4 separate regions of the Sus scrofa genome follow, and all the other regions are linked to region 3. A link is a contact called in public Hi-C and promoter capture Hi-C data. All regions are on one chromosome and are shown on one strand. Each heading gives the region's core, a stretch centred on a gene start, on an enhancer-like site or on the middle of the called end of the contact. The rest is flanking DNA. Distances are from core to core; before and after follow the strand shown. Region 1 holds the start of ELF4 (ETS-related transcription factor Elf-4). Region 2 holds the start of UTP14A (U3 small nucleolar RNA-associated protein 14 homolog A). Region 3 holds the start of BCORL1 (BCL-6 corepressor-like protein 1). Region 4 holds the start of ZDHHC9 (palmitoyltransferase ZDHHC9).

Evidence for each region. Promoter capture Hi-C pulls out the DNA fragments that hold promoters and counts their contacts. A called contact is a pair of places that touch in the nucleus more often than the background predicts.
Region 1: a Hi-C map of skeletal muscle shows a contact between it and region 3, with 5 times the contacts expected there. The contact joins the promoter of ELF4 here to the promoter of BCORL1 in region 3. A contact is called at or near these places in 4 of 47 Hi-C or Micro-C datasets (embryonic fibroblasts, epiblast stem cells and skeletal muscle) and 1 of 2 datasets of contacts at active chromatin or transcription factors (skeletal muscle).
Region 2: a contact with region 3 is called in a promoter capture Hi-C map of fetal liver, with 2.1 times the contacts expected there. The contact joins the promoter of UTP14A here to the promoter of BCORL1 in region 3. A contact is called at or near these places in 1 of 5 promoter capture datasets (fetal liver), 5 of 47 Hi-C or Micro-C datasets (fetal liver, heart right ventricle, liver and 2 more) and 1 of 2 datasets of contacts at active chromatin or transcription factors (alveolar macrophages).
Region 4: a contact with region 3 is called in a Hi-C map of skeletal muscle, with 6 times the contacts expected there. The contact joins the promoter of ZDHHC9 here to the promoter of BCORL1 in region 3. A contact is called at or near these places in 1 of 5 promoter capture datasets (fetal liver) and 5 of 47 Hi-C or Micro-C datasets (embryonic fibroblasts, heart right ventricle, liver and 1 more).

What each region holds. Positions count from the first base shown.
Region 1 is chrX:106,659,883-106,665,627 of Sscrofa11.1, reverse strand. ELF4 (ETS-related transcription factor Elf-4) reads left to right here and starts at 4,288. Exons shown (of 9, transcript XM_003135369.4): 1 at 4,288-4,600. It overlaps LOC106507037 (a long non-coding RNA gene), which reads right to left and starts at 4,611. Exons shown (of 4, transcript XR_002340829.1): 1 at 4,502-4,611.
Region 2 is chrX:106,476,648-106,482,332 of Sscrofa11.1, reverse strand. It overlaps UTP14A (U3 small nucleolar RNA-associated protein 14 homolog A), which reads right to left and starts at 3,305. Exons shown (of 15, transcript XM_003135366.4): 1 at 3,150-3,305; 2 at 2,005-2,083; 3 at 316-386. The coding sequence starts at 3,175.
Region 3 is chrX:106,546,344-106,551,627 of Sscrofa11.1, reverse strand. BCORL1 (BCL-6 corepressor-like protein 1) reads right to left here and starts at 3,874. Exons shown (of 14, transcript XM_021080547.1): 1 at 3,764-3,874; 2 at 2,379-2,489.
Region 4 is chrX:106,431,603-106,437,449 of Sscrofa11.1, reverse strand. It overlaps ZDHHC9 (palmitoyltransferase ZDHHC9), which reads left to right and starts at 1,373. Exons shown (of 11, transcript XM_003135365.5): 1 at 1,373-1,559; 2 at 1,909-1,979; 3 at 3,156-3,457. The coding sequence starts at 3,291.

The DNA of each region.
Region 1 (5,745 bases), core at 3,039-5,538, 110 kb before region 3:
CAGCCAACCTCGAGGGCTGACCTGAAGGGCACTGAATCTGTTTCCCAAATCTTTGACTGGCTCGCAAGTGGGGACAGCGCCTCCCAGCAGCCCAGGGTGGACACGCAGAGCACTCACTCAGGGCCCCAGCACTTCCTCCGTGGGGCTGTCATTTCCCTCCAGGCAGGCCCCGAGCTCCCTGCCTCCAGCCCCTCCAAGAAGTGAAACCCAAAGCTCCTCTGAAGTTTCGTAGGGGCTCTCAGGATGCCAGGGCCTATCCTAGGAAAAGCCTGGAGGGGAAATGTAAAGCCCTCCATTTTTCTGCCTTTTTCTTTCTTTCTTTTTTTTTTTTTTTCTTTTCAGGGCCATACTCGCCTCACGGCACATGGAAGTTCCCAGGCTAGGAGTGGAATCAGATTTGCAGCTGCCGGCCTATGCCACAGCTACAACCACACCAGATCCGAGGTGTGTCTGCAACCTACACCACAGCTCATGGCAATGCCAGATCCTTAACTCACTGGGCATGGCCAGGGATCAAACCCACAATCTCATGGTGACTAATCGGATTCATTTCCACTGCGCCACAACAGGAACTCCCAGATGAAAGTCTTGATCTGGGAAGTTGCTCCCAACTACACCCTCCCACTGGCATGCCTGTGCTCTGGCCTGGGCACCACCCACACCTTTACCCCCCAATATGGGCCAGGCAACAGATCATCTCCCAGGAAGGAGCACATTGGTATAACCTATCCCAAGGAACTCTTCTATTTTACAGCTACTCAACAATGTTTTTAGAGCAAAAACTCCTTCTGATGCCCAGCTGCAACCTTGATCCATCATCTGGATCTATCTAGGGCCTTGTTATGTCAACCCAATAGAGACAAATCTGGAGAAGGCATTACAGGGGTTTCTCAGCTTCAGAGTTAGGAGGATTCCTTTAAACCGTAACTTCTCTCCAAGCCTTTTTTTTTTTTTTTTCCTGTCTTTTTAGGGCTGCACCCGTGGCATATGGAAGTCCCCAAGCTAGGGGTTGAATCAGAGCTGCAGCCACCGGTCTACGCCACAGCCACCGGCCTACGCCACAGCCACACCAATGCCAGGTCCGAGCTGCATCTGCTACCTATGCTGCAACTTGTGGCAAAGCCAGATCCTTAATCCACTGAGCCAGGCCAGGGATCGACCCCACATCCTCATGGAAACTAGTAAGGTTCTGAATCTGCTGAGCCACAACGGGACCTCCTCTCTTGGCTTTTGAATATGCTCCTCATTCTGAAAGTCTGATTGATAGGAGACTTCTCTAGCATGTGTCTGTGGTGGAAAGTAAGGGCCATGGCCACAGAGGCTGTGGCACTGTGGTATTTGCTCTGGCCACAGGTTTGAATAGAATTTGTCGAAGCTAAGGGGTTAAGGGAGGGGGGGAAGCGACCAGCCACCTTGTCTCCAGAGAACCTGAGGTGATTTGCAGAACATAGGGTATGAGGCACTGCTTAAAAGAGGGGGCAGAGGGGCTGAGGAAGCAGCCAAGGCGGAAAGGCAAGTTGAGCGCAGAAGCGGGGAGGTGGTCCTGTGCAGGCTCCACACGCTCAGGAGGCCCCTCTGCTCCCGGAAGGACCCCACATCTGAGGCCAGAGAGGACCGAGTTGGGCTTGGAGAGGTGGGGAGAGCAGGGCTGGAAGGAGAGAAGCTGACCACGCACGCTGGATGGCACAGCCTGGGCATCCACAGGCAACTCGAGAAGGGGAATTCCTGCCAAGTCAGGGAGCCATTGGCAGAGACACCGCGGCTGTCATCAGGAGTGGTGATCTCAGCCGGCAGCCCCACCTGGCTGGGACTCACCCAGCGGGTAAGAGCAAGAGCGGGGATCCAGGTAGGGGAGGGCTGGGGAGCAGCAAGGGCAGCGGGAAGGGCAGCCCAGCTGACCTGGCGCCATAGAGGCAGGAAGGTCATTCAGGTGGCCTATGGCTCCCTAGGGCGAAGTCGGCACCAGATTTTCATCAAGGGGGTGGGGTTTGCTTTGGCTGCAACTCCCAGATCCTGGGGCTGTGGTTAGTTCTGAGCAGCTGCAGCAGGTGGGAACTTATGGGATTCCCACAAGCCTTGGGCTCCAGGTCACTAGCAGGTATTAAGGCCTGCCACCGTGCATTGGTCGCCACTGTGCTGTCCTCTCTCCCTGCCCTTCCCAAGAGGAAGGCCTCTCAGAGCTCTGGCACTTCCATGCCTTGAGGCTTCAACCTTAGTTTAAACCACAAACACTCATAGGAGGCACCACCATTAGTCCTCAGAAGCTTCCAGCCCTGCCAGACTTTCTCCTGAGAGCTGGGTTGAGAAAAGATGAGGTGAGAAGAGATGATGCTGAAAGCAGCTAACATTTATTGAGGGCTTATTAAGTACCAGGCTCTGCCATAGACACAGGCTATATCTTTTAAGCCTCACCACAGCCTTGGGAAATAGATTCATATTATCCTCGATTTAAAAGTAAGGAAAATGAGGAATTGCCGTTGTGGTGCAGTGGAAAGGAATCCGACTAGTATCCAGGAGGATGCAGGATCAATCCCTGGCCTCGCTCAGAGGGTCGGGAATCCGGCGTTGCCATGAGCTGTGGCATAGGCCGGCAGCCGTAGCTCCAGTTCGACCCCTGGCCTGGGAACCTCCATGCTCCTGAGGTGCAGCCCTAAAAAGCAATAAATAAATAAATAGTGAGGAAAATGAGGCTCTGGAGAGTTTAAGGAACATGCCCAAAGACATACAGCCGGTAAATGGTGCTGCTGGAATAGGAACCCTGGAATGTTAGAGACCACAGAACCCTCATCAAAATGGGAGTGGGGTGTGTGTGTGTGTGTGTGTGTGTGTGTGTGGATCAAAGTAAAGGGGGCTTAAGGATGGCTGGAACCTACCACAATTTGAGAAGGGGGCTTCACTGGCAAGAGGACAACAGAAAATTGTTTGTCTCCAGAACCTGGAATTCCCTGGGGAAAGTGTGCCTGCTTACAAGTGAAATATTGCTCTTGGCTCTTTATTCAGGGACTTAGGTTTAGGTAGACAAGAGGTCTCAAGGTGCCCCGGTGCCCCAGTCCAGCCCCTGGGTCTTTCCCTGGAAACTCTGCAGCTGTCTTCCCCACCATCATCCACCACCAGCCCTGTTCCCCTGTGCTGTGCCAGGGACTATCCTTTCCTGCGGCTGGGGAAGCAGACAGATGCTGGTGGCTGAGCAGATCCCTGAACCTCAGGCCCTCGGACCACCCCCACCTCTCACAGGGCCTCCTCCCCTGGGGCCCTTTCCGCTTTGCTGCTTTCTGCCAAGGAGATGCCGGCCTGAGGCCTGGCTGGGCCCCTCCCCCAGACCATGTAGAGCCATAAGAAGTGACAATTCCCAGCCAACTCCCCCCGCTTAGAACCTCCTGGCTGTGGGATCAGGTTGGGGTAGCTGGTAGGGCTGCTGGGGCAGGTCAGAGGAGAGGGTAAGGGGGAGGTAGAATGGGAGACTGGGGTTCAAGTGGGTGCCTTAAGCAGAGCAGCCTGGCTTTGGACAGAAGAGGGACACGAGCTTTTTTCCCAGCACCCCAACTCTGGCCACCTTTGCACCTGCTGCACCGGCCCCTCTCCCCCCAACCCTCCCCCCCATTCATATCCTCCTGGCCTCGCCCACTGGGAGCCCTAGGCTCCACTTCCCTAAGAAATCCCCCAAACTCTCTAGTCACGCCCAGTGCACGATGCATTGGCCTGGGATCCCGCGGTGTCTGGCGTACCATCCCGAATTGTATCCTCTGGGCATCTCCCGGCCTCACCCACCCGCTTGGCCCGCCCTCACGCCAGGTCCGCCACACAGCAGGCGCTCAATAATAATCTGGAGCGCAGGGCCAAAGGCGTCAAGCGAGTGGAGCCCACAGGCCGAGGGGGCCGGACACAGCCACCCGGAGCCCCCCCCGCCCCCGTCCCCCCACCCCGGGAATGGAGTGGCTTTCTCCGCGAGGCATTGTGTGGGGGCTCCCCGCCGGGAGCTGCGGGGGTCCCCGGGAAGCGCCGCGTGAGGGACGCTGGGCGCGCGCCGTGGGGCTCTGCGGGAGCCGGGTTCTCGTGGTCCCCCGGGGGCGAGCGAGCCGGGAGGGGAAGGAGAGGCCGCGCGGGCCCCTGGCACGGCTCCCCCTGCCGTGCTGGCGACCGCGGCGGGCCGGGGGTGGAGGGGCGCTGTTTCCACCAAGACGCCTCGTCCCTCCCTCGCGCCCTCCCCCACCCCGCCCGCCCGCGGTCCCTCCCGTCGGTCCCTCCCTCAGGCTCTTCCCTCCCTCCCGCCCTGCCTCCTTCGCGCCCGCCCCAGCCGCCGCCTGCGGGGACGTGTGTGTCTCTAGTGCAATTTCCCCTTTCGCTCGGTTGTCTGAGTGCAGGTCTCCGCTGGCTCGCGCCCCCTCCCCGGGCGCCCCCGCCGCCCCCTCCCCCGGCCTGGCCCTCCCCGGCGTCCACCCGGCTCCCCTCGCACTCCACCCCGCCCCCCGGAGTCGTTTTATCAGGGGCGCCGCCGTCTCACCTGGTATTTGCATCTCGCCCTCCAACTTGCCATTGGCGGCGCGACGTGTGGGAGAGCCCTGCGCCTCGCCCGCCCGGACCAGCCTGCCCCGGCGCCGAGGTGAGTCACGGGCGCGGGGCCGCGGGGGCAGGCGGGCAGGGAGGAGAGGAGGGAGGGAAGGAGGGAGGGGGACGGTGGCCCCGGCGGCCGCGGGGACCGACCGGGCGCCGCGCTCAACTTCCACTTCTCCTTTCGCCGGCGCCGAGGTCCCGGCTCCACTCGCCGGGCCCGGCTTCTGAGGGGAGAAGGCGGGCTGGCGGGGCTGAGGATCGGCGTCCCGGCCCTTGGAGCGGGGAGCTAGACCCCGGCCTGACGACCGAGCCCTCTCGGCCTCAGGTACGTCGATGGCGCCAGTTCTCCGAGCCTTCGGGGACCTCGGAAAGTTTGCCTGAGGGCGGGATCGGGGACGCCGGGGCCGCCCCGGGGCGTAGGGGTTGGGGGCCCAGGAAAGGGTGGGAGAGCGGCGGCGTGTCGCGTCCCGCCCTTGCCTCGCCCCACCGCGTGTTCAGTGGGGAACCCGGACTCCTGATCCCGGGTTTGAAGCGGAATCGATTTCCCGTGTCAGGGTGGGGGCCGGTCTGCGCGCTCCCGGAGCAGCCCGGGGTCCGTGACCGGGCCGATCGTGACAGCCGGCCCCCAAAGCTCGGGGCCCGAGGGCGGGAGGTCGGGCCTCACTGCGGCGGGGCTGCTAGATTGATCTGGCGGCCTCTAGGGCTTCTGGGACCAGACGCCTTAGGGTAACACACACACACACTCTCTCTCTCTTTCTCTCTCTCTCTCTCTTTCCCTTTCCCTCTCTGCCTCTACACACACACACACACACACACACACACACACACACACACACACACACACACACACACACACACACCTATGACTTGGATAATTGGATTGCCAAAATAGAGACCTCTTGGCAGCGGCCAGAGTTTCCGTGTGAGCCGGCCGCCAGCCTTCCCGCTCCCGCGTTCCCGCTCTCCCGGCTTCTCCCGCCTCTCTGTTCCCTCCTCTGCCGCCGGCTCGGGGACGCAGCAGCCGCGCAGCGCCGGTCCCCGACCGTCAGCGCCTTGCCTTTGGAGACCGCTGAGGCGGCGGCTTTCTGAATTTCTGGTCCCTCCATCGCACCCTCACTCTGCCGCCCTTCCCTCGGGATGCAGCCTTCCTGACCAGAGTCGCCTCCTGACCCCTTGGCTCCGCGCCTTGGCCAG
Region 2 (5,685 bases), core at 2,056-4,555, 69 kb after region 3:
TAAGTGAAGGAAGTCAGAGAAAGACAAATATCACATGAGATGTGGAATATGTGGAATCTAATAGAAATACAATATAACTTACAAAACACAGATTCAAAGATTTCAAAACTAAACTTATGTTTACCAAAGGGGAAACGTGGAGTAGGGGATACATTAGGGGTTGAGACTGATATATACACACTACTATATATAAAATAGACGGGTAACAAGGATGCTGACAACTGCATTTACATTGTCTTAGGCACTCAAAAAAATGTTACTAAGTCTCATGGAATCAGCTAGTTAATAGTCTGTCCAAATTGAAGGGAATATTACCTATTTTTTCCATCAAGGGAACTGATAGCTTCCAAAAGCTTTTGATGCTTTCTTTCTCCATCACTGTCTCCCTAGAAATAGAAAAGAAAAAACCATCACAATGATGAGGGGAGGGAAAAGACAGCATGGAAATTGAGGTCCATGTTCAGTCCTTCATTTTTTTGGTCAGTGAGAACTGGAATCAGATGAGGTCTGGTGTGCAGGCATTCCAGCTGGAATGGAAAGAACTGCTTCAAAAAACCAAACTCCCTCATTAGAAGGAACACAAAGCCTTAGCAACCAGGAGCTAATGTAATGCCTCTGCCTTAACTTGTTTTGAGAAGAAAAATGCTATGAGACCTAGCTGAATTATGTACATGTCAGATAATAAAATAATTCTCTATGGAAATTCAAATTTGGGAAATAAGGAAATCTTACAATAAATAGCATGTGTTTTGGCCTTATATATTCATCCTAAGCAACCTGAGGGCGGTGCATCCCATATACAATCCTCAAATTCCCATAGCACTTCATATACACGAAACACTAAATACAAGTATCCTCTGCTCTTTGAAAATTTGCTTTACACCACTTTGGCCTCTCTTTTTTTCTTTCCTTTTCTTTTTACAGCCTCACTTGCAACATATCGAAGTTTCCAGGATAGGGGTTGAATGAGAGCCAGAGCTTTGGGCCACGGTACAGCCACAGCAACAACAGATCTGGGCTTCGACCTATACTGTAGCTTGTGGCAACACCAGATCCTTAACCCACGGAATGAGGCCAGGGACTGAACCCATATCCATATCCTCAGATACTATGATGGTTCTTAACCCACTGAGCCATAACCAGAACTCTACACCACTTTGCTTTTCACAAAAGACCTACATTAGTACCTGCTCTTGCTAACTGAACGAAATCTGTCTTTTTTTTTTTTTTTTTTTTTTTGGTATTTTCTTGGGCCGCACCCACGGCATATGGAGGTTCAGGCTAGGGGTCTAATTGGAGCTGTAGCCACCGGCCTACACCAGAGCCACAGCAACTCGGGATTCGAGCCGCATCTGCCATCTACACCACAGCTCATGGCAACGCCGGATCCCTAACCCACTGAGCAAGGCTAGGGATGGAACCCGAAACCTCATGGTTCTTAGTCAGATTCGTTAACCACTGAGCTACGACAGGAACTCTGCTAACTGAACGAAATCTGAAGAGGATTTTTTCTTTTACCAAAGGAAAGAAAAAAAGAGAGGCCAAAGTGGTGTAAAGCAAATTTTCAAAGAGCAGAGGATACTTGTATTTAGTGTTTCTTTTACATAGAATCCAGCATTTGTTTTGCAGCAAGTTGTTATAGAGGCAGCACACATCCCAAGTGGCACCACCAAGCTCTTTCCCAGGAAATTACACTCAGCCTCTCAGCATCAAACTGCCAAAGAACTGTTTCTATGAGGATCCATGCTTTATCTTAATTTATTTTGTCCACCCATTGGCAAGATGTGTCCTCAGGTAGTTGCTTCTTTGCTTTATGCCATTCTGGCTTATGTGAGGTTTTGTAGGAACTGCTCTACTTTTGGGTAGTTGTAACTGTAATTTGTTTGTGAGATTTGAACAAGTATGAACAATGTTGCCACCCCTTTCCTTTCCAGGAACCTCAGTTTACCCTAATTTTGAGGCAGAAGGGAAACTGGAGAAGGCAGTGCAGCCAGTGTCACCCACCTCATCTTCACTGGTACTCAAGGAGTAGTCTTTTGGCAAATCCTCTAGTTCTTCCTGTTGGCTTAAAGCCAGAAGGCTGCTAAAGGAGACGAAAGGGAAATAGTGTCACTTGAAATAACTTTTCTTATATTGAAATAATCTCTAAAACATAACTTCAGTTCTCAGTACAAAACAGATTATCCCCTGGAAGAGGTGCAAATCCAGCCGTGTGAGCATTTTTGGAAATTAGTCAAGACAATAAATTTAGACCACGGAAGGCAGGCATCACCTGAAAGAGGTGAGCAGTGGTTAGTAGCACCCATATAGAACTGCATGCAAATGAAAAAGATCTAACACTCTTCGGTGATTGACTGCCACCGCATTTCCCACCGACCTCTGGGGGTGAGGGGTGTAAAAATGTCAGACCCTAAGGTGGCAGAAGACGTTGTTGCTAGGCAAGGCAATTCCACCATTAATATTTATAAGCATCCTCCACACTGAAGACATCTGTATAGCTGCAGCTTACTCAAAAGTGACATCTTGATCACTTGTTCTCTGGGATAGGGAAACGGGAAATGGGAAGGAAGCAGCTGAGTATACCATTTTCCCTGGAGCCTGTTTGACAAAGTAGGTGCTTAACTAGGGAGACTGGTACCCAGAAACAAATTATAGTCTACCATTACCTAACAGTATATGTCAATCTTCGCAAGGTAACCATTACTGCACAGATTGTATTTACTTCCCCTGGGGGAGGCATAAACGATCACAGAAAATGTCGTGGATGACTACAGTTAGCAAAGGTTTCCAAGAAAAAGGGAGTTTATAATGCAGGCACTGCCTGCGCGGAGGGTTTCGCTCTCTAGCAGCTACAGAAAAAAGGAGTCACGTGACTCCTCGAGGAAAGTGCAACATGTTAACTTAGCTGGAGAGGGAGAGGCCTCGTCAGGACCAACCGGGATGACACTAAAAAGCTAAGGAGCAGAGGGGGCGAATTAAATTAAATTAAAAGAGCTCTAAAGGATGGATCACGGAAATAGTAACGAATGGCGAGGTCTTGGGAGGAGAACAACTGTCGCCAGTTAAAAGGAGGACTCCATTTCTCAAAAGCCGGGGAACCCGGCTTCCAACGAGACCCAGACCCACCCCTCCCGTCTGCTACCCCTCACCTCTTCGCAGCCTGGCTCGCGCTCATCTCGGCAGCCTGTCTCTCACATGGGCCAGGAGCGGAAGCCGAAAGGAAAGCAATTTCCGTGCCGGCCGCAAAGCAATTTCTGCTTCCGCCAATCACGCGCGACAAGGTGCGTCACTTCCGGCCCGCCCCTGAGGCGTGCGAGAAACTGGAGCCACTTCGGGAGGGGCTTGCGGGGAACCTGGAGGCAGGAGATAAAAGCTTGTTTAGCGGGCGGAGCCTTGCTTTCCCCACCCACCCCTCGACTCGCGGGCGTGCCAGAGTCGATCCTCCTCGCCCCGGGTTTCCACGCGGCGCAGGTGTGCGAAGGTGCTGCGCTGTCAGGAACTGGGTTGAGCCTTCCTGTCCCTACCTGATCCAAAAGGAAAGGCTCTAGCGTCCGTCCGTGATCGACAGCGCCCTGTGAGCCTGCCGCTGGCCAGCTCTAGGCTTGGTTGACCGCCCAGGAAATGGCCAGCTTTGTACTAGGCCCTGGCGATCCGACGGTGGACAAAGCAAGTTTCCTCTCTTAAGGAAAAATCCCCTTTCACCTCGAGCCCCCTTGTAATTGCAGCTCTGAGTTCCTACTTCCCTGTGTAACAAAGTTTCATCCAAGAATGGGCTGTGTCAGTGGCCGCAACTTCCTTATCTCCCATCAACTTTTAAGAATTTTTCTTTAATTAAAAAGAATTTTTTCTTTAATTAAAAAAAATTATGGGGCATTTTGGCTGTGGCGCAGCGGATTAAGGATCCCTCGTCTCTGCAGCGGCTTCTGGTCGATTCCTGCAGGTTGATCCCTGGCCCCAGGAACTTCCATATGCCATTGGTGCCTGGGCGTGGCCAAAAATAAATAAATAAATAAATGAAAATAAAAATTTTTTTAATGTAGAAAAGTAATACAAGAAAACAGGCTTGGCATTTATTCATCGAAGCCACTCCCATTTTGCTTTTCTCCCCCCCACCATTCCACAGAACCTGCTCTGGACAAGATCGTCAGTGATACCTGAGGCTCCTAAATAAAACACTTCTCTGTCCTTGTCTGCCCAGAACTCTGTGGTATTCAATACTGTTGGTTGGTTTTCCTAGCCATATTCAGGGAATGTTTTTGACCTTCTACTATGTGCCAGGCCTCCTGGCACTGGGGATACATTGGTGAACAAAACAGACATGTTCCATGACTTTATAGAGTCTACTTTCTAGTGGGATTAAAGACAATTTTATCGTGGTGGAAACTCCATCCTGGGCTTTTATGACACCACTCTCCTGGTGTCTTAGCTTTGTAACCATCTTCTCTTCTTTGCTGGATACTTTCTCTGTACTTCCTAAATGATGTTCCCTAGGTTCTGCACTCAGTGAGGTTTGTTTATCTCACATGCTCTTCCTAAGCCTTTAACACTTGTATGAGAACTCCAAAAACCCACGTTCTTAGCTCAGACTAGTTATCTCTGATTGCCTTCTGGCAATCCTTTTTATCCCACAGGCAGGTCACCCGTGAAGTGTTCAATGATTTCTATCTTCCCTACCAGAGTTCTGTATTTCTCATCTCTAAGACTGGCACCATCAACTATCCGGTTAATTAAATCAGAAGTCTGAGTTAGGGAGTTCTGGCTGTGGCACAGGGAGTTAAGAATCTGACTGCAGCGGCTCCAGTCGCTGTGGAGGTGTGGGTTCCATTCTCTGTCCGGCACAGTGGGGTTAAAGTATCTGTTGTTACCACAGCTGTGGTGTAGTTCACTCAGAGTCAATCCCTGGCCTGGAACTTCCACCCAGATGCTGCCATAAAATTTAAAAAAGAGCCCGAGTCATCTTAGATTCCTCTCTCCCTTATGCTTTACAGTGGTCCCCTCACGTTGTCAGTTCTACTTACTAAATCTCTCTCACCAATCTCTCGGCCTTTCTATCATTATTGCCCTTGCATCAGACCCTTGCAATTTCAAGCCCATGAATGTGTTGCTGTCATGTTTTCTATAAAAGGGGAACATTACAACATGTGGACGAAGAGCATGGGTTTTGAACTGGACTCTGGATTTGAATCTTATCTCTGCTGCTTACGAGCTTTGTTATTCTTGAGTTAGTCACTTAACCTCTCTGTGCTTTTGTTTCCTTATCTTTAAAATGGGAATTATAATAATACATTGGATAGCTGTGAGAACTAAATAAATTAATATGCACTCACTATATATACTAGAATAAATGGCAAGCCCTTAGAATAATACCTGTCCTACATTAAAATGCTCAATAAGTGTTAGCTCTAATTATTTTTCATCTACTTATTTATTTTTGGTCATCCCCAGCATATGGAGTTCTGGGCCACGGATCAGATCTCGACCTAGCAAGGCCAGATCCTTAACCCACTGTGCCAGCCCAGGGATCAAACCCCCCAGTGCTCGGAAGACACTGCACCACGGTGGGAACTGCAGCTCTAATAATTTTTTACAGGGTTTTCAGTCTTTACTTTCTCTTCATCCAGAAACATAAGTCATGTCATGCTAATGCTTATTTATTTTTAGCCTTGTCCTTGGTGTACAGCAGTT
Region 3 (5,284 bases), core at 2,625-5,124:
CGGCGGCGGCAGCAGCGCCGCCCCGGCCCCGCCCCGCCGCCCGCCGGAGCCCCACGCCCCGCCCGCCCGCCCCGCCGCCGGACTGCTCCCCCCGAAGCCCACCAGTAAGCCCCCCCCACTCCTTAGCCGCGATTCGTTCGAATCCTGCTCCGCCGGGCCTGCTGTCCGTTCCTCACGCCCCTTAGGACCAGGGGTGGGGGAGCCCTGGGGTTCGCGGCCATCCCTCTCCTTCCTTCTCCAAGGGCTGGGAGGATTGCCCCTGAATCCCGAAACCCGGCCCCGTAACCGGAGCCTCCCTCCTTGCAGCCCTCGGCTTCCCTCTCAGACCCCTTGCCTCCAGGCCTGGCGCGAAGCGGGTGGAGAGCTTGCACGCCGGATCTCCCCCTTGGCTTGCCGGGGCTAGTATGTATTGCCCCCGATCTCATCCTCCTTCAATTTAAGCCCCCTCCCCGCCGCGCCCGGCCCGGCGGCCCCCGCCCCTAGAGCGAGGGCAGCGGAGCCAGGGCGCTCCGAAGTCATCCCCCGCCTTTTTTACAGGGACTCGGATAATTGCCCCTGCCCCCATCACAGCACTCCCACTCCCGAACCCAGGCCCCGCCGCCACCTAGGGGTACCCCTTACCCTACGGTTCCTGCACCCCGACACCAGGGAGAAAACAGCCCTGAAGAGCACCCGTCGCACCTCCCCTCTGAGGTTGGAGGGTATTTTCTCCTGGTCTCTTCAGGACTTCATCACGGACAGCCTCCCCCCCACCCCAAAAAAACAAGCCCTTTCTCGCCCTGCCCTGCTGGCCAGCCTCTCTTCGGGTCGTCGGATCCTCAGACCAGGGGGTTGGGGCCAGGTAGTTAAGAAGAACGTAGCCTCCACCCCCCTTTCTGAGGAGTGGGGTAATTCCAATGGTTCCCCCCCGCAGGATCAACCCGACCCCCGTTTCCATGGAGACCCCCGCCCAGCCGGGAAGAAGACTCGGATGGTGGCGAATAAGTCTCACCTGGCTAAGGGAGAAGGGGTGAGGAGGGGGTAGGGTAGGGCAAGGATGGGGTACGAAGGTGGGAAGTGGAGGGGAGCTGTCCCGAAGGGAGGGGCGAGGACAGAGCGAGCTCCAGGGAGCGCTACGTCCGGGGACACGGAGAGGACGGCGCCCCCGGGGGGCAAGCAGAGCGGCCGGGGGGCGAAGAAGGGACAGGGTTGGGGAAAGGCTGAAGGTAGAAAGAAGCGGGTGGGGGATACGAGAAAGCCGGGGACTCAAAAGGGGTGGAGGGGTTGGGGGAGAGAAAAAAAAGACGCACCTGTTCCCGAGTCGGCTCCGCGGGGAGGCTCAGGCCGCCACCCGGACTCCCTCTTACCCCCTCGGAGCCACCACCCGCCTAATACTACCCCGATCTGATGCCCCCTCCGCCCCTTATCGCCACCGACCTCCTTCTCCTCTCTTTCGGCGGCGGCGGCGGTCGGACTCTAGGAACTGAGAGGAAGAAGGGAGGGCTCAGCAAAGCGGAGGAGAGACAGAGCCACACACTGGCAGCAGCCGCGGCGAGCGAAAGAGTGAGGGGGAGAGCGGTGTGTGTGTGTGTCTGTGTGTGCGAGCGAAGCCTGGTGGAGTGGGTGCCGGTCGCAGGGCTCGCCGGGAAGTGGAGTCCGATCGGGTTCGCGGGCGGCGCCAGCCCCCGCTCCGCGGGACTACAGCTCCCAGAATGCCGCCTGTGCGGGGGGGGGAGGAATGGGGAGGAGGAGGCGAAGGGAGGGAGCGAGCAAGAGAGGGAGGGACGAAAGCAGGGAGCAAGCGGCGGCGAAGGGGGCAGAGCCAAGCAGCCCCGGTGACACTGGGAGGGGAGGGGAGGAGGAGGGGATCGCTGCGAGGACCGAGCGGATTCCGGAGAGGGAGGCAGCAGTGGCTGCAGCAAGCCGGGCAAAAAGCTAGACTCCCAGGAGAGGCGGAGGCGCTCAATCCGAGGGGCTGCAGGAACCCCACGCCCCCCCCGTACGCCCCACGAAGGGGGAGGTTGAGGAAGGGAAAAGATCAGTGCCCCACGGCCAGGGGTTTCTCTTTCTTCCAACGCTTTCCACCTTATGCCCCGACCTGACTTTCTCAGGCCACCGGTGCTGGATCCAGTGTGCAAATCCAGAGATCCCAGATCTCTCCTGCCCCGCAGCACAGAGCAGACGCATTCAGTCCCCTTCTCCCAGGGGCCTGAGGGAGGCTCCCCTTGCTGGCAGGGCGTGACTCCCCCCTTCTTCCCGCCCCCCCGTCGCCACCCCCCCACCTCCCTCCCCGGAACCCCTCCCTTGAAGCCGGGGCTCGCGTCTCGCTCCCCGCCAAGAAAGGGAGTCCATCGGGGGAGACTACCCAGCCCCCTCCCGTATACTGGGCCCTTACCCACCAAAATCCCCTTCTTGGCGTTGCCCCCTCACTGAAGTAATAGTGGGGGTGACCGGAGTTGGACTGGTGGCTACTTTCCCTCCGAGACTAGCCGTCCTTGGCCACACCGACCCTGTGTAGAGATAGAGAAGAACATTAATACTCCCGTTCCCCCCCTTCAAGTTCGGATCCCCGTGGAAATGGCTCACAAGAAAAGAGGGGTTGGTAATTGAAGTGAGCTGGGGATGAATCCCAATCCTTAAACCTCATCCCAGGCGTGGAAATCCAGGGATTCGTCTCTTTCCTTAAAAGCCATCAAATCGCTTGGAGGGGGGAGTTAGTTGGGGGTAGATTATCCAAACCCCAATGTCCACGCGACTCGTAGCGACGCTACATGTAGGAATAAGATACGAACTAGGCTGCCGCCGCGAGAGAAAAAGTATACCCCCCCCGCCGTCGTCCACCCCCAAACACACACCCCTAGAAGAGTCAGATGGCCGAGGAGGTGGGGGGAGTCGGTGGGAGTGCTGGAGAGTGAAAGGGTTGTGGCAGGGAGGGTCCGCGGCCCCCTGAGAGCAGAATCCAGATGCTAAAGAGGTGGGTGGGGGGGTGCGGCATAATTGCAGACAGTGTCTCTCCTCGCTTTTCCCGGAATCGCCGCCGAACACCGTCTAACACTCGTAGTTGCTTACCAGTCAATCCCCTAGACCCATTTGTGCGCGTGAGGCGGCCGGAGCCCGGGAAGCCCGGGCACAAACTCCGCGGAAGCTGGCCTTCGCCGCCGCCGCGCTGCCGCGGGCCTCCCTCCCTCCGCTGGCGGCCCCGCCGATCTACCTTCGCCCCCGGCCGAGGCCAGACCCCGCTCGCAACTCCACGCCCCTACTCCACCCCCGGCTCCCCCTCCCCTCGCCCTCTCCCCGCGGGTCCGGCCCAGCCCCTAGCGCCGCCCCGCCCTACCGCTCGGTCCCGAGCCCAGCAAGTGCCCCGAACTCGCCCCCCGCCCCCACGCCCAGGCCACTCCGGCCGGGCCTGGTTTCCCCCTCCCGCCGCGCCCCGCCCCCGAATCCACGTCCTACTTCGCCACCCAACTCGGCCCGGTCCGGGTTCGGCCAGCGCCCAGGCCACCGGAGTCCCCGGTTCGGTCCGGTGTACGGCCACCCACCCCGCCCTTGCCTGGGTGCCGGCCTGGCCCGCTGCCTGCGCCCGCCGAGCCGACTCAGGCGTTCGGTCCGGGTCCGGATCCCGGTGCCGGCCTCGGTCCCGGCGGCGTTGCCGCGTCTCGCCACGAGGGCTCGGTCCACGCAAGACCCGAACCCGCGCGGGGTGGGGGCCGCGGAAAACAAGTTTCTTTATCTTCCCTCCGCCCCCGCCACAGGGCCGCGCCCCCCCCCACGGCGCCCCCTTCACCTGGGCATAGCCCCTTGGCCCCTGTCGCAACTTTGCTCTTCTCCACGCTGCCGGGGAAGCTGGCGAAGCGGGAGGAGGAGGGAGGTGGCGGGGTGGGTGGGGGGGGTGCTGGGATCAGGCCGCTGGGCTCCGGGAGGACACGTGGGGGAGGAGGGGAAGGAGGAGGAGGAAGGGGGGGCGGGCCTGCAGTTCTCGGGGCTCCCCCTGCCAGCCCCGGGGAAGCCGGAACCTCGCCGGGCAGCCGCAGACCCCGCACTGGCCACGGGGGAAGAACGGAGCCACCTTCTTCGGCCAGCCCCTGGCTCCAGGAAGGAGGGGGGGCGAGCAACGCCGCACGGGGTCGGAGAGCGAACGTTTTCGCTCGAGCTTTATGTGACTCTCTCTCTCTCTCTCTCTCTCTCTCTCTCTCTCTGTCTCTCTCTCTCTCTCGGTTTAGCCTCAGTGTATTGGGGGGTAGGGTCTTGCTTGCGGGGGGGCGCCCCCGCCGGACGCCCCGCCCCTCCCCCGGTCCCCCACTTCCCTAACCCGGGCGACCTCGGTGCGTGGCTCCGGCGCTCTGGCACTGAGGCCGCCCGCGGGTGCAGCCCCGGCCCCGGCGCCGAAGTGGGACAGGTGCTGGGGAAGGGAAAATGCCGGGGCTCGCTGCCTCGCCTCGCGTCTCCGGGGCGGCCCACCCTTCGTGGCAGCCTCCCGGGCTGCAACACCCCCCCACACACACACCGGGCAGACCTCCAAAGGGCAGCCCTCGGCCTGGGCGTGGAGGCATCGGGGGCGCGCGGGGGGGTGGGGTGGGCAGGAGCGAGAGGCCCGAGGGAGGAAGGAGGAGGGGGACGAAAGGTCTGTAAAGGGGGAAGCCTGCACGACTTGGGCCGAAAACCTGGCTCGAAGAGGGCTGGGCTTCTGCCCGCTTTCCCGGGGCTCCTCAGTCATCAGACTGAACCCCTTGACCCCTACCCTTTACCCTAACGACTCCTTGCCTGGCCAAAGAAATAAATCCTCGTTTGTGTTTACATCCCAGGCTATCCCCAGGACTGAAGGGCTGAGAAGCCTGCGGTCCACATTGGAACTCTGATGACTTTACATTAACTCGGAGGAAGAGAGCAGCTTGCGATGGAGCTGAAGCTGCCGGCAGACTTGCTTTCAGTCTAAGGGTGTTTCTTAGCAGCTCCAACCCTGAGTCCGTGGTGGGGACTTCAAAGGCATCTCCTCAGCCTAGAGAGTACTAGGGGAGGTGGCCAGCAGTTCCTGGAGGGTTCAGGGCTTTGTAAATGGAATGTGCAATGAATAGCAGGAATTTGAAAAAAAATCTTTATGTGCAGATATATTGATATTATTTATTATACATTTATCTATACTAAGGAAGCCAGAGGGTGATTTGAACTAGAAGGAAGCCCTGCAGGATTAATGTCTTCCTCCTCATCCTCCCCACCCCCCTCCTTTGTCCTAGGCCCAGAGGTACCATCTTTAAGCTACAGGGTGTCTTCTCTCCTTTGGAAGGACTTTAGAGGTGGCAGTTGAGAC
Region 4 (5,847 bases), core at 124-2,623, 110 kb after region 3:
CCCTAGAGCAACTTTATTCAAACTCAGGAAAATAGCTGACAACTGGACATTCTCTCCAACAGTGTGACAGGTAAGGAAAGGCCACCTTCAGCCCTTTCTCATATTTCCTCTTATATTTGGAAACCAAGAGCCATACTAGTGGAAACAGACCTTGTGTCTTTTATTTTTATCTTTTTAGGGTCGCACCGGCAGCATATGGAGGTTCCCAAGCTAGGGGGTCTCATCGGAGCTGTAGCTGCCGGCCTATGCCACAGCCACAGCAACGCAGGATCCGAGCCCGTCTGCGACCTACACCACAGCTCAGGGCAACTTGGGATCCTTAACCCACTGAGCAAGGCCAGGGATCAAACCCGCGTCCTCATGGATACTAGTCGGGTTTGTTAACCACTGAGCCACAACGGGAACTCCCCACCTTGTATCTTTTAAAGTCTGCTGTGTAATATTGGTTCGGTGGTTCTCCATTGTTTTCCCCACTCCAACCTTGACCGTCTAAAGGATGAGGCGCACTCAGATCAGTAGCAGCGGCTCACTGTGGCAATAACTGCGGGGGCAGGTTATTGAAGGAAAGAATGAATGTGGTTGGTGGGTGGAGATTCTGCCTTAGATACCCGCTCCCCCGCCCCATTATCACAAGCTCTTCAAAGCTAGTAGTAATTTACAAGCTCTTTGGCAAGCTACTTCATTATCTACCTGGATGAATGTACTTCCTGTCAGTAGAGTTTCTCTAACCCCGTCACTGTCAATTTTTTTTGTTTACGATACTGCAAAGAGATTTGACGTTCTTGGGCACAGTTATCCCCTTCACGTTCCTTTTTCGTTTGTTTTGTTCCGAAAGCCTTAGAGTTGCAGGCCAGGGTGACTAGAACAAGAGGTGGGGTCCCTAATTAATGAATGGGACTTGGGAGGCAGAGGGCTCGTTTTTACGCCGGTAAGGAGTAAAATTCCGAGTCGCGGTTGATTTCATGCAAATAGGGCTGGAGAGGCCCAGGGCGGACCTAGTTTGGGGTGAGCACCCGGATCTGCGAGCCCGTGTTGCTTCAGCGTCTCACCATGCGTGTGGGGGGAGGCTGGCCCCCGGTCTCTCCTGGTCCCATCGGCACTAACCTTCACCCCAGTCTCTGCGGAACTATATTATTAGAAAGCGACACTCCACACACTGCCGCTCAGACGCCAGAGGGAGGCTGCCAGTGGCTTGGCAGGTGGGCACGAAGCCGGGAGATGGGTGGGGGAGTGGGGCGGAGGCATCGTCGAGTGGCGTTTGGGTCAGCCAATGGTAGTTCGGAGCTGGGGTGGCAGGGGCGGAGGCGCCGAGGCCGATCAGCCAATGGAGGGCGAGCAACTACTGGAACGACCTGGTGACGTGAGGAGCGTTCCATTCGGCCAGCGGTGGGCGGTTGCCACAGCTGGTTTAGGGCCCGGACCATTGGGGCCCCTTGTCAGGAGGAGGCAGCCTTCGGGCTGGGGAGTAGTCGCTGCCACCTCGGGCGGCCGACGCGGTCCCCTGGGATAGTGCACTTCCTGGCCTCGTTTCCCCGCTGAGTTCGCTCTCCGGGGTTCAGGTAACAAGGAGTGGGGGTGGGGGTCTCCGGAGCTCGGCCGCGTGGTGGGCTGCCGCCCCCTCCGCTGCACCGGGACGCGCGGACCTGGCCCTGCCCTTCTCGGGCTCCGCGCCTGCCGAGCCCGCGGCTGAGGGTGACTACACGTGGCGGGGCGTGTGTGAGTGTATACGAGCGTGCGGAGGTGGCGCGCGTCCCAACCTGCCCGGGGCGGTGGTCGGCGGCGTGGCCGAGGCAGGGCGGGCCTCCCGAGGCCGCGCCCGCCGCCGGTCCGCCTCGAACTCTGGCCTCGGATCTCGGGCCGCTGGGCCGGTCCCTGGTTCTCGACGGATTTTGATCTTTGTTCTGCCAGGCCCAGCTCTCCTCCTTCCTGGTCTCTCTGCTCCCGCTGGGCTGGTTTATTAGGAGGAGATTGTTTTCCAGGTTAGTTTTACACAAAGGAAGTGTTAACTGCACCTCTGGTGCCCCCTCCCTTTTCCCAAGCCTTCCACCCTCTCCTTTCCCTGCTCAGCTCCTAGGTTCTCTTTGGACCCTTGCCCTCTCCAGCCCGGGAATGATTTCAAGTTGGTTGTTTCTCATCAGTCAGTCGGGCTGCAGGCTTCCACCTCATTCTTGCCAGCACTGGGCATGTGGTATCAGTAAATAGAGGCCACAGCACCACACCTGAGAGAAGGGTGGCCTTGGCAGAGAAAGGTCTGGGGATTCAGGATGCTAAGTGGAGATGGTACTTCCGAAATGTCCCAGAAAGCACCCTTATGACTTTTCTTAACTGCTGCTATCCCTCCCCCGCCCTCCAGCCCTATCAGAACCTCTCCTGCTTCAGGCAGCCTTTCACCTACAGGTTTGTGATGTGGTTTCATTAAGAGTCCCACAAATGTTAGGCTAGACCAGCAAGATTGGTTCATTTCCCAGACTCAGGAAGTTAGGAGGGTTTGATTAGGGGAAATCTGTTTTGAGTAAATACAACCTGGGTTTGTGTACAGAATGTCCAAAACCTCCTAGCTCTGCCAGAGGATGACTTGTTCGCTGGTGTGATTCATATTTGACCGGCTAATTGAAGAAAGAAAGTGAAGAAGTGGAGAAGCGGAGAGAATGGTTCCTTAAGAATAGAGATTCTTACTGTTATTTTCAGAGTCCTCTTCATGATGATTATAAAACAATATGGTAGAGTGGAAAGTGCCCTGGCCTGAAAGTCAACAGACTTGTTTGTTTTCTTGGCTTAGCCTTGTGGCCTTGTGACCCTAGATAAGTAATTTCCCCTCTTTGGTCTTGACTTTACTCATTTCCAAAACAAAGTAATCGGACTAACACCTATAAAAATCCCTTCTAGTTCCAAAGTTCTCTGGGAATCACATCATCAATATTACAGTGGAAGTAACGGAGTATATTTAAGAAGATATACTAGCCCCCTTCTCTTTTTGAGCGCCTTTAACTTTTTCTTCTGCTAGGGGACGAAAACAGATTAGAAATAAACTTCCCCATTTCTTCACCCAACACCCCTTCAGGCGTTGCTCCTCTTTCTGCCTCTGGGAAGGAAGATTGAACTGCATTTTCTTGTTCCTGCCTCATTTTTTTCTGTCTTCTTGTGTTTTTTCTTAGGGCTGGAAATTGGACTTTTGATGATGTTTGACCCGGCGGCAACAATAGCAGGCAACGTGATTTCAAAGCTGGGCTCAACTTCTGTTTCTTCCCGCTTGTAATCATAAAGCCCATTTTGGACCAGGAATTCCAATCATGTCTGTGATGGTGGTGAGAAAGAAGGTGACACGGAAATGGGAGAAACTCCCAGGCAGGAACACCTTCTGCTGTGATGGCCGAGTCATGATGGCCCGGCAAAAGGGCATCTTCTACTTGACCCTCTTCCTCATCCTGGGGACGTGTACGCTCTTCTTCGCTTTCGAGTGAGTTTCTGTTGAGTAGCATGGCCTGATTATAGTTAATCTTGGGTCCAGGGAAAGAACCGTCTTTCTGGGGAGTTTGTCAGGAGTCCTGGGATGGGCTCTGGGCCTCTTGAGCGGTGCCTATAGATCGTGCCAACTGAATTCATCGCTTTGCGCTCATAACAGAGTATGTGCTTCCTCAAAAGCCCAAGACCTCTGATACCAATTTTACTGCACTGATTTGGGGCCACCCCTGGAACACTGGGGGAGTAAAAGAGTTTGTCTTTATCACTCACCTCCCCTTATCAGTGGTCTCCTTAGATGCTTAGTGCCTGCCTCTTCCCCACCCCTCCTGAGCCTAGAGTCTAGGGGCACTTCTCGTGGCCCATGATACTCATAATACTCACCCATTCTGTTATTCTGGGTCCTATTTCCTTAGGGCTCGGCTCTTAGCTAGCTGTTAAAATCGAAAAGCCAACTGAATTGGGAACCTGCAGATTGGTTCCAGCCTCAGCTGTGCCACAGTCTAGCTGCATGTGTGGCACATATGTGCTTATTAAATGTGAGTTGCTCTTTCTTTCAGTCAAAATTGCTCAACATAAACAACTCTCTCTTCTGTGTGTGCCTGATACCAGCCTGGGAGGTATTTTTTCTGTGATGTAATAGCTGGTACTAGAGCCACTGTTTGAAGTCTGTGTGGGTCAGCCCTCTAGGGACATGGCCAGTTGGATTCTAGGCTATTGTGGCATGACTCCTGGGTATGCTGAGAATGCTGTACACTCCAGGGATGGGAGCAATGCTAATTGGTTTGGGATTATTATGAGGAAGGCTTTGAGGAGCCAAGAGGTGTGTTTCTAGACTGTAAGCCACACCTACGATGAGCCTGCTACCGTACATGTACTCGGGCGACCTGGAAATGGAGCTCCCATACTGGGGCATGGCATGGGGCGGAGGAAGGGGCTTCTTGGCCAGCCTTCGTGGGTGATTAAAATGAGCTGTGGTCTCTTGGGACTCATTTGGGTCCTGTGAGGGCTTCAGGCTTACCTAGTGCATCAAGAGTGATTTTTTCCCAGCTGCTTTGCTGGACTTTTTGATGGTTGCAGCTGGCTTGAGTAACAGCAGGCGGAGAGGGGACCTAGTTGATAACAGGGCTGGGAAGGAAGGTCAGAGGACCTCATGGTCAAAGGTACTTCTGTTGCTGCTGTCGACTTTGTGAAGTATTTGGTAAAGTCAAGCAGGTTGATGATGGTTTTTTAGTTGCTTTCCAGTCTGAGTTTCATGACTCTGTGTGTGTGTGTGTGTGTGTGTGTACTTGTGGGTGGTATAAGTGAGTGTGTGCAGGCAGGCAGGCATATGCCTAACATTAAAAAATGTTTCCCCACTCCTCACCCTTCTCTCCAAGTTTGCTTTGCTTTATCCCTGCTCTGCTGCTTTTTGGAAGTGCAGAGCTCAACCTGTTCTCCGTCATTCTCCCTCCTTTGCCTGCTCAATCACTAGCTCTTTTTGCTACTACACCCCCCTCCAGGATTAAATTTTTGTGGTTGGAACCATTCAAAACAGAGATGAGATTTGTTTCTAGGCCCGGAGTGAGCTGGTAATTCTGGGCCCAGGAAACCTCTGGTTTGACTGGCCAAGAGAACTTGAAATTTGGAGCTGCTGGCGTCCAGCCCTTTTGTATCTGGGAGCCAGGCAGAGTCGGATTTGGATCTGTTCCACTTCGGCCCTGAAAGCCTCTGAAGAAAACGGCCTGTGGGGGTGAAGCTTATAATTAGCCAGTTACTGTTTGACAGAGGCAGGTTGGGTTTTCTACCAAGATTTTTTTCTTTTTTTCCCCAAATTATTTCTTGCGCTTTGCCCTCAGATGTGAAGGGTGAGGTTGTTTGAAACTGCCCTGAGTTCCAGCTGTGTCTGTGTGTAGAGTAAATATTTTGGAGGCGAGGGCTGGGGAGGGGGCGAGTAGGAAAGGGGGAGGGCTGGAGGAAGTGTTAGCTGGGGGTGGAATGGGGAAGTCTGCATTTAACCAAAGGGAAGAGGTCCCTGGCCATGAATCCTTTTTACTGAGAATGCTGGAATCTGTGTTTGTGAGCACGAGTGTGTGTGTTTGTGGGTGAGCGCCCGTCTGTCCTATGCAGACACACAGACACTCTAGGTGGCGGCTGCCTTGCGCCTAGCCAGTGACAGGCTGTGCAGAGGATACCAGCATGGCTCTGAGGAATCACATCGCTTTCGGTCGGCCTTTTCCTTTGGGGGTCTGTCATTTACTACCCACCGCATGGTGGGGGGATAGGGCTTCAGGTCAGAATATGGGCTTCTTCTTTAGTATGAGAAAAGAAGACGTCAGGAAATCTGCTCATCTAGACCCCTACCTTCAGGCAGTTGAGGGTGTCTGAACCGCCAGTGACAAAGGGCTG